Regions from separate parts of the Mus musculus genome. Here region 2 is linked to region 1. Evidence: chromatin contacts called from public HiChIP or PLAC-seq data. All regions are on one chromosome and are shown on one strand. The core of a region is the stretch at or near the end of the contact, and the rest is flanking DNA. Distances in the headings are between cores, read along the strand shown.

Region 1 (3,941 bases), core at 422-2,921:
CGTATTCACACGTGTCTCTGTAAACTGTACCTGCGCAGCCATAAATGGGTGCGGTGGCCTTCAGCTCCTCCCAGGGGAGAGCCTGCAAGGCACATCCATCCTGTCCTCTATATACATGGGATATGGTAAGAGGGTCCAGGGACAGGACAGTGAGTAAGAGGGAAATGTGAGGACATCCTGTCCCCAGTTCCCAGGTCTGGTTAGCAAACAGGCAAGCTGTCCCAGAATTGCTAGCCACCTCCCCATAGGCTACACAGTCCGTCCCCTGAGCTAAGGCAAGCAAGACCTGGAGATTCTGTCTAGCTGACTTGTGACCTAAGTCACCCGTTGCTTACTGTTACCTACAGTCATAACTGAGGAAGAACCAAGGTCCCCAGCTCACAAAAACTCCACCCACCTGTTGCCTTAAGACCCTCACCCGAAAGGAACAAAACGAATTAACCACACTTTTCCAAACAGGAAAACAAACCCCAAAGTGCTTAAATGATTATTCCAAGATCCACCGTATAGCTTGGGATTCTGTGGCAGGGTCATCATTCCAAGAGTCTGAACAGCACAAAACAGCGAGCCAGGCATGCTCGCCCTTCCCCCACCTCGATGCGGAGCCCCAGAAAGTCCCCTCTCCCCATCCCTCATTCTCTTCCTCTATGGTTGTATTGTAACCACTAAGGTGGTTACAGGTAGGCAGGCCTTCCAAATGGCAGAGGCAAAGGCTGAGGTCAGGCAGAGTTCCTTCTATCCCGTATGGGTCTGGGTCACCTGCTCACCCCCACCCCCACCCCACCCCCACCCCCGGCTCAGAGCTCTCAGGACCAGAAGACTCTGCCTCACCCGCAGCCATCACCTGCCAGCCTTTCCCTGCGCTTCCTCCTGCTGGCCTCCAGCTGACACTTCCGGATTCTTGAAGCCTTGGTCCTAAAGTCAGGTCACATTCCCACCTCCCACACTGCTCACTTGGAGAGGTGGGACTTGGCAACCTGCAACCAGCTACCCCTCTGCCAGTACCCTGCAGCCGGCTGCCCACCCCAAGATCCCTGTGTGGTTAAGAGACGTGGTAGCATCCCAGTATAGTGGGGTCTCCACGATCGACCGACCCCAGTCAAGGACTCAGCTCTTCTACTAAGTTCCGATTCCGGTACGGAGTCTTAGGCACTTGTTCACGAAGGTGCCCCAACCGAGATTCTCCCTCTGATATATCCAGGTAACTACAATAGCAACCACTTCCTGGGTAGCTCCAGCTGCCCAGCTACCCAGCCAAGACTGGGAGAAACCCAGGAGTGCCCGGGCTCTCACCAGTCTCTCCAGCCTCGGTCAAGTCCACTTTCCCCCTCCCCGGAGCCTATAATCCCCTGTGCGCCTCTTTCTCCCCCCGTCCCCGCAGTCCCCAAGGCCACACTCGGGCAGGCCACCACCTCCAGATCCAGCACATCCATCGAGAAGCTGCGACTGCCGCGCGGATCGTTCTTGGGTACCTCTTAGGCACCCACAAACAGCCCAGGGCGCAGCGGCGTGCGCGGCTGCCCCTTCAGCAACCCCAGCAAAACTCTGCAAGCAAACCCGGTTTTGAATCCCCGGGACCACGTCTCTCACCTTAAAGAAGCTGCGAAGGAAGTGCACCACACCGAGCATGGTGCTGCCCGGGCACTACGGCCACCCGCTGCTCCTGACTGCGCTGGCGAGCCGAGCTCCGGACGCCACCCCGCGCCCCGCCCCATGGTCTGCCCTGGACCGCCGAGGAGCCCCGCCTCCGCAACCGGGCCACGCCGGGCACGTGCGAGTCCGCAGGGACTTGTCCAAACACTGGTCCCGCCTGCCCACTAGGAATCTGAGCGTAGTCTAAGTAAGAAAAGGGCAAGTGGATCCACAGCGGTCTATCTGCGGCTCACTGGCACGCTTACCTCCACCCTTTGATCCCCTAGGTCTGTCTGGCACACAGTCCTATGACTAGTGCCTGACCGTGGTCCTATTGGAAGCAGCCACCTCCCTTTCCACCTCACAGCTTAGTCAAGCGTTGAGAACCTTCAAGACGTTAACGCAATACTTTAGTAGTTGAGGAAACAGAAGCTGCGCGCAGTCTGTACTCACAAAGCTAGAACTGGGCAATTGTGGACTCAAACCCCTGTACCTAACTAAGTCTTGACCCAGAGCCCACTTCTTGCTCCCCTTTCCCCGCCTTTCCAGTTGTTCTCTGATAGATGTGACTGGAGGAAAGGTGAGGAGAGTCCTGGAAGCTGGCGCAGCGTGGTGAGACAGAAGCAGGTGACCAGGACACAGGGGCTCTAGAGTCCCGTTTTTGACGAGTCATCAGTTTTTTAGGTTCATTTGTGTGTTTGTGCACAAGCATATGCACACCACAGGAGGATGTTCCGGGACTTGGCTTTTGCTTCCCGACTTTCCCCTTGGAGACAATCTCTCACTGCGTATGGGGCTGGTTTTTCTGCTGGAATGGCTGACTGGCTGGCTGTCAAGCCCAGCTCTCCATCCTATCTCTGCCAGGTTCCTCTGACTCAGGAAAGGAGTTATGGGCAGGCGTGGCCACACCCCGATTTTTATGTGGGGGCTGGGATCCAAACTCAAATCCTCTCACTTGTACATCAAGTTCTCTTAACAACCGAGCCATCTCCCTGGCCCCTAGTTATAATTTCATAACACAAAAAGAAAATGTTAATAACAGTTCCAGTGAGGCCAACCTGAGTTATAGTCATCTTTATATAAACGCAGCTTTAACACACTCAAACCTACACACACACACACACACACACACACCATTTTTTTTAAAAAAATAGTTGTAAAACAGAAATAGAGTATTCTAAATTTCTGCAGAAGTACAGAGGCAAGAGTTTGTGAGCATTGTACTGCATTTGATGGGATCAAGCATCCCATGAAGGTTGAGCATCTGTCCACACTGGCTCTGGGCATCCCTCACTGCATCCCTCACAGCCCAAGCCTGCATCCCTCACTGAAGTCCTACCCCAGTGATCATTAGCATATTACCTAGGTGACAGTTGGAGTGTAGTATATTTCTCCTATGTTCAAACAGCATCTGCTTCTCCACTTCCTTTCAGATGCCCAGGGCAGCCAGCCTAGGCCTGGTTGAAAGATAAATGGCTAGAACCCAGTGGGGTCAATTACTTCAGAGAAGCACCTGGACATTGTATGGAGGGACCGAATCTGTCACCCTCTGTGCTATCCAACTTGATAGACGCATATCCCTGAGTCACATGATAGTGCGAGAAAAGAGTCCGTGTTCAGAACTGGACTCTTGACTGGGTGGGCTCTGTGTATTTAGTCTTGGACACTGCCCCTGAATCTGTGTTCTTCACATGGGAGGGAACCACTGCCTAGAGAGGAAGCAATCCACTGTTGCAAGTTTCCATGGGGAGTCTGTTTGTATTTACCCCAGAGAGAGGCAAGCAGGGGCCAAAGAAAGGATTCCATTGCAATTCCATCTTAGTGAGCCACTATTGTTGGAGTACTCCGAGTACTGGGGGTGAGGGGTTACTTTCAGGAGTTTGGGTGACTCAGGCAGCTGCGTCCCTGAAAAACCTACCACTGCATGACCGAGCAGCAATGAGTGTGTTGCACTGCATGGATGGAGTCCCCTGAGGAGCTCACATGGAAGTCACCTCTCCTCCAGGAGTTGCCTGTAGTTGAATATAACTTCTGGGAGGAGCCTCTTGTGCGTTGAATGGGAGCTGTCAGCCTCCAGGTTCTTTGTAGGACTGGATGCTTCAGTCTGGAGGAAATGGCTGTAGAGCACCCACTAAGACTCCCTGGTGCTGATTATGAGTTCTGGCTACTTAAAAGGCTAGCACTAAGCCCTCCCAGAAGAGCATGGGGTTCACTGCAAGTCTACGCGCCTGGCCTCTTGCTCTGCTGTGGACTTGTCTGACTAGTAGACTGGCTCTGGACCACATAACCATCTGAAGGGCATACCAGGG
Region 2 (3,917 bases), core at 740-3,239, 180 kb before region 1:
CGTGCACCCACCAAGGCAGGTCTCCCCACTGACCCTTCTCGGGCTCCAGATAGGACATGCCATTTCCTACACACACAGGCCAAAGACCAGGAAGCCAAGCGTGCTCAGACCCAGCCACCTCAATAAATACCCCGTTAGTAATAAAGCACGGGGGCGGGGGGGGGGGGCAGAGCCCTCCCTGCTTCCTGGTTCCTATTAGCTCCATGGTTTCTATTAGCTCCATGGTTTCTTGAGGACCGTCACAGAGCCCTAAAGATTCCCAGAGGAGATGCACGGCAACAGTAGTAACCAGACGTGACCATTGGCAGACATGATCTGTTTTAGGGTTCTCAGATGTCTCTACTCACTCTGCCGAAGTAACCATCCACTCTTCACGAACGCCATCTCTCCAGCTGCAGGAGAGAGAGCAGACAGGGTCAGGATCAAGAGTCAGGAAAAGAACGGTTCATCTGGCTCTTTTCAACCCCTCCCCTCTCCCCTCTTCCCTCCCCACTCTTCCCTTCTCCCCTTCTCCCCTCTCCCCTCTCCTGAGGGAGCTGAGGAACAACCCAAAGCCGTGTGACCTCACACTACCTGATATTTATCAAAGCCTTCTCCACGGGTCTATACCACCCACCCTTCCTCCCACCTCCTGAGTCCCAACAGGCTCAGGGCAGCTCCAGAAATACTAAGGCTTGACTCCGCTACGGACTTGAGCCTTCTCACGACACATCCAAGTGTCCTAAAGACCTGGAGTCCAGCTGCCTCGGCCCAACGCTGATATGTTCCACAGACTCACAAGTCTAGTCATCCCTCACTGTTATCAGATGAGTAGCTAGTTCAAGGCAGAAAACCTTGGGCCTTCAAGAAAAACACTGAGAGATTTAATTCCATAAAATAGATGACCCAATCCTTCCTGCTTCTCAGAGGCCCCAGGTGTTGTTCTGGGTGGCAGTTTACGACCACCTGGAACTCCAGTTTCAGGGGATCTGACCCCCTCTTCTCTCCTCCACAGCCACTGCATGCACATGGTGCACTTAAAACACACACACACACACACACACACACACAACAAAACACTCATACAGCTAAAATGAAAACAAAAACTAAAAACCGCCCTGGGCCAGTGAGGTTTAGTAACAGGTAATGGCAATTCCTAGCACCCACACGCCAGAGGAAAACTGACTCCGAGGAGTTGTTCTCTAACCCCCAACATGTGCACCACAGCACAAGTGTGTCCCTCCACAGTAATAATAGGCATAACTTTAAAAACAAAGGATATCTGTATAGGTGAAGGAGTGTCAAAAGACTAATGACAAATGAGGAAGACCATTAACAGATGGCAGCAATGACGTCTCACACACACACACACACACTCTCTCTCTCTCTCTCTCTCTCTCACACACACACACACACACACACACACACACACACACACACACACAGAGCCATAAAACAAACAAGAACAAACTCTTAAAATACCCAGTTTGGGTCAGGAAGAGGGTTCAGTAGGCAACAGGGCCTGCGGCAAAGCCTGAAGTCAGTAGTATGATCTCTAAGACACAGAGGGAGGCAAGAGAAATCCAACTCCCTCAGGTTGTCCTCTGACCTTGGCATGCATGTCAGGGTGTGTGTGTGCACATACACGATCAATCATCAATCAATCTGTAAATTTAAATGTAAATTAGATATAAAAAATTAAAGAAGATAGTCAGTTCCTTCTCAACTCAGAAGACAAAACTCAGATGCAGAGTTCGCAGTTTTCCCCATCGGCCTGGCAAACTTCAATGCCTAGCCAGGAGGAAGTGTTGCAGTGTAGAAGGCCTGGCAGGATAAAGAGATTCCAAAATGACTTGGAGTCCCTCCCTTTGGCCATCAGACTGTGAAACAAGACACCATGCGGAATTGAGATTTTCCCAGGGATCTCATTCTGGAAAGGACAGGCCGATGCCTGGTAGAGCCAGAAGGGGAACTACTCTGGAAAGAGAATCTCCACGGTCTGACAGCGAATCAGACCACCCTGAGACTGGTCAGTGCCGGCTGAGACAACCCCTTGACCAGGAAAGCTATGCATATGTCTAGTCCTCTACTTAAACCTAAACTTCACGTTGGGACGGAGAAGACAGCCTGGTGGGAGTTGGAGGCTGTGATTGGATCTCTTCATCTCTCTTTTTCAAAGTAGCACACAATCACAAGCTGAATCCACAAAACCAGCCTCCATCTTTTTTTCCAAGAGATTGTGAACAGAGACATACCCACCCACCGCTACTGGCTGCCATCTTGTGACGGGATGGGGGAGGAGCTCAAAGGCAGCTGACCCTGAAGACAGCTGTGTTTACCAACTGGGCTAATCCCAAAACCCATCTGTGATGTGGTTAATCCCGATGGTCAATCAGCTTGATGGGACCTAGAATCACCTGCCTCAAGACCTCCAGGCATGTCTGAATTTGCAGATTAGATTACCTAAAGTGGAACAGCCCACCCTACAAGTGGGTGTCACTGTCCTGCAGGAAAGGGGAAGGGGGAAAGGAGAAAGGGGAAAGGAAAGGAGAAGAAAAAGTCCTACTAGTGAAGGCTGGACGGTGCTTAAGCGTTAAAGTTTAGACTGCGGCCCCGCTAGAAAATGCATCTTAGTTTGTTTCCTGCTACTGTGATAAACACACTGACCAAAAGCAACTTGGTGAGGAAAGGGCTTTTTTGGCTTACACATGCAGGATCACAGTCCCTTGAAGGAAGCCAAGGCAGGAACCTGGAGGTACGAACTGAAGCAGAAGCCTCAGGAGAATGCTACTTACTGGCTTGCTTCTCTTGCTTGAGAGCCGGGCCCTCCATAACAATCATAAGCAAGTCAATGACTTGCCCATAGGCCCACAGACTTGCCCATAGGCCCACAGACTTGCCCATAGGCCCACAGACTTGCCCATAGGCCCACAGACTTGCCCATAGGCCCACAGACTTGCCCATAGGCCCACAGACTTGCCCAAAGGCCCACAGACTTGCCTATAGGCCTCTCTCATGAAAGCAGCGTGTTGATAGGGATGCATGTTGGATTTACTACTTATGATGTTAGGTATGCATGCTAGGACAAAAGGCTAGGCTTACAACCGAAAGGACCAGACTTCTGCCTGACTTCCGATGGAGGGCTCGGGAGTCCTGGGACTAGAAAAGCTAGGAGCAGGCTTGAAGGCAGCTTGAACATGAGCTGCTAAGGTAACAGCCCTGGGGATCTGACCCTGGTGTTCACAAGCTGAGGACTGTGCCAGGGCTTGTCAGGCAGGCTCTCACTTACACAGTGTCTACAAGGAAGGTCAGAAGAAGCCCTGTCAATGGGTACACCCCATGACACCTTACAGCTCTCCACCCAGGTCAGAGGACAGTCGGCCAGCTGCTGGGCGTATCTCCGGAGGCAGTGGAGCTGGGGTGTGAGGCCATGTGACTCAGGGCAGAATAAGGAAGTAAACAGCCGTTTTGTCTTCTGGTCTCCTGGGCAGTGCCCCTCCACACACAACCTCTGTTTCCAGGTTTCTATCAGGCCAAAAGCAGCATGGGGCACAGCCCAGGCCCTCCACCCCAGAGAAAACAACACAACCGAATCCTGAACTCCACTCCTGATCACAACGCTTTGAGAACAATGGTCTCTGGAGAAATGGAGTTTTTCGGGGAGTCTCATGCTGGCAGGAAAAGGTTGAAGCCTGATTCTGCCACAGGGGAGGCAAGTCTCCCAGAGAGATTCCACTCGGAGCTGGATGGTGTTCTACCAATGATGAGCCAATGCTGCAGACCTGGACCAGAACTGCTGGGCTATGCACAAATGCTTCCTAACCTTCTATTTAAACCTGAACCTTGGGGCTGTAATCTGGTTTATGTGTATACAGTGTATGTGCCTGTGCACACTCAATAAATAAAAACATTTTAAATGATTAAATTTTAAGACAATT

The links. HiChIP or PLAC-seq counts read pairs in DNA pulled down with a chosen protein or histone mark.
Region 2: an H3K27ac HiChIP or PLAC-seq map of embryonic stem cells shows a contact between it and region 1, with 2.6 times the contacts expected there. The contact joins the enhancer-like site here to the promoter of Arhgef4 in region 1. A contact is called at or near these places in 2 of 39 promoter capture datasets (the 3T3-L1 cell line and stem cell-derived epiblast-like cells), 1 of 484 Hi-C or Micro-C datasets (nephron progenitors), 1 of 115 datasets of contacts at active chromatin or transcription factors (embryonic stem cells) and 3 of 9 other capture datasets (adipose tissue, liver and pancreatic islet).

Annotation. Positions count from the first base shown.
Region 1 is chr1:34,675,912-34,679,852 of GRCm38.p6, reverse strand. Arhgef4 (Rho guanine nucleotide exchange factor (GEF) 4) reads right to left here and starts at 1,671. Exons shown (of 14, transcript NM_001368773.1): 1 at 1,591-1,671. The coding sequence starts at 1,629.
Region 2 is chr1:34,858,348-34,862,264 of GRCm38.p6, reverse strand. It overlaps Plekhb2 (pleckstrin homology domain containing, family B (evectins) member 2), which reads right to left. Exons shown (of 8, transcript NM_145516.2): 2 at 348-392. The coding sequence starts at 384. Among named protein-coding and RNA genes, the nearest start is that of Plekhb2, 10 kb to the right of the region's middle. Within about 2 kb of position 1,989, at least 13 of the 459 cell types and tissues checked have an H3K27ac peak or open chromatin away from gene starts, as enhancers often do. A contact at or near this core is called in adipose tissue and embryonic stem cells, where this site is marked.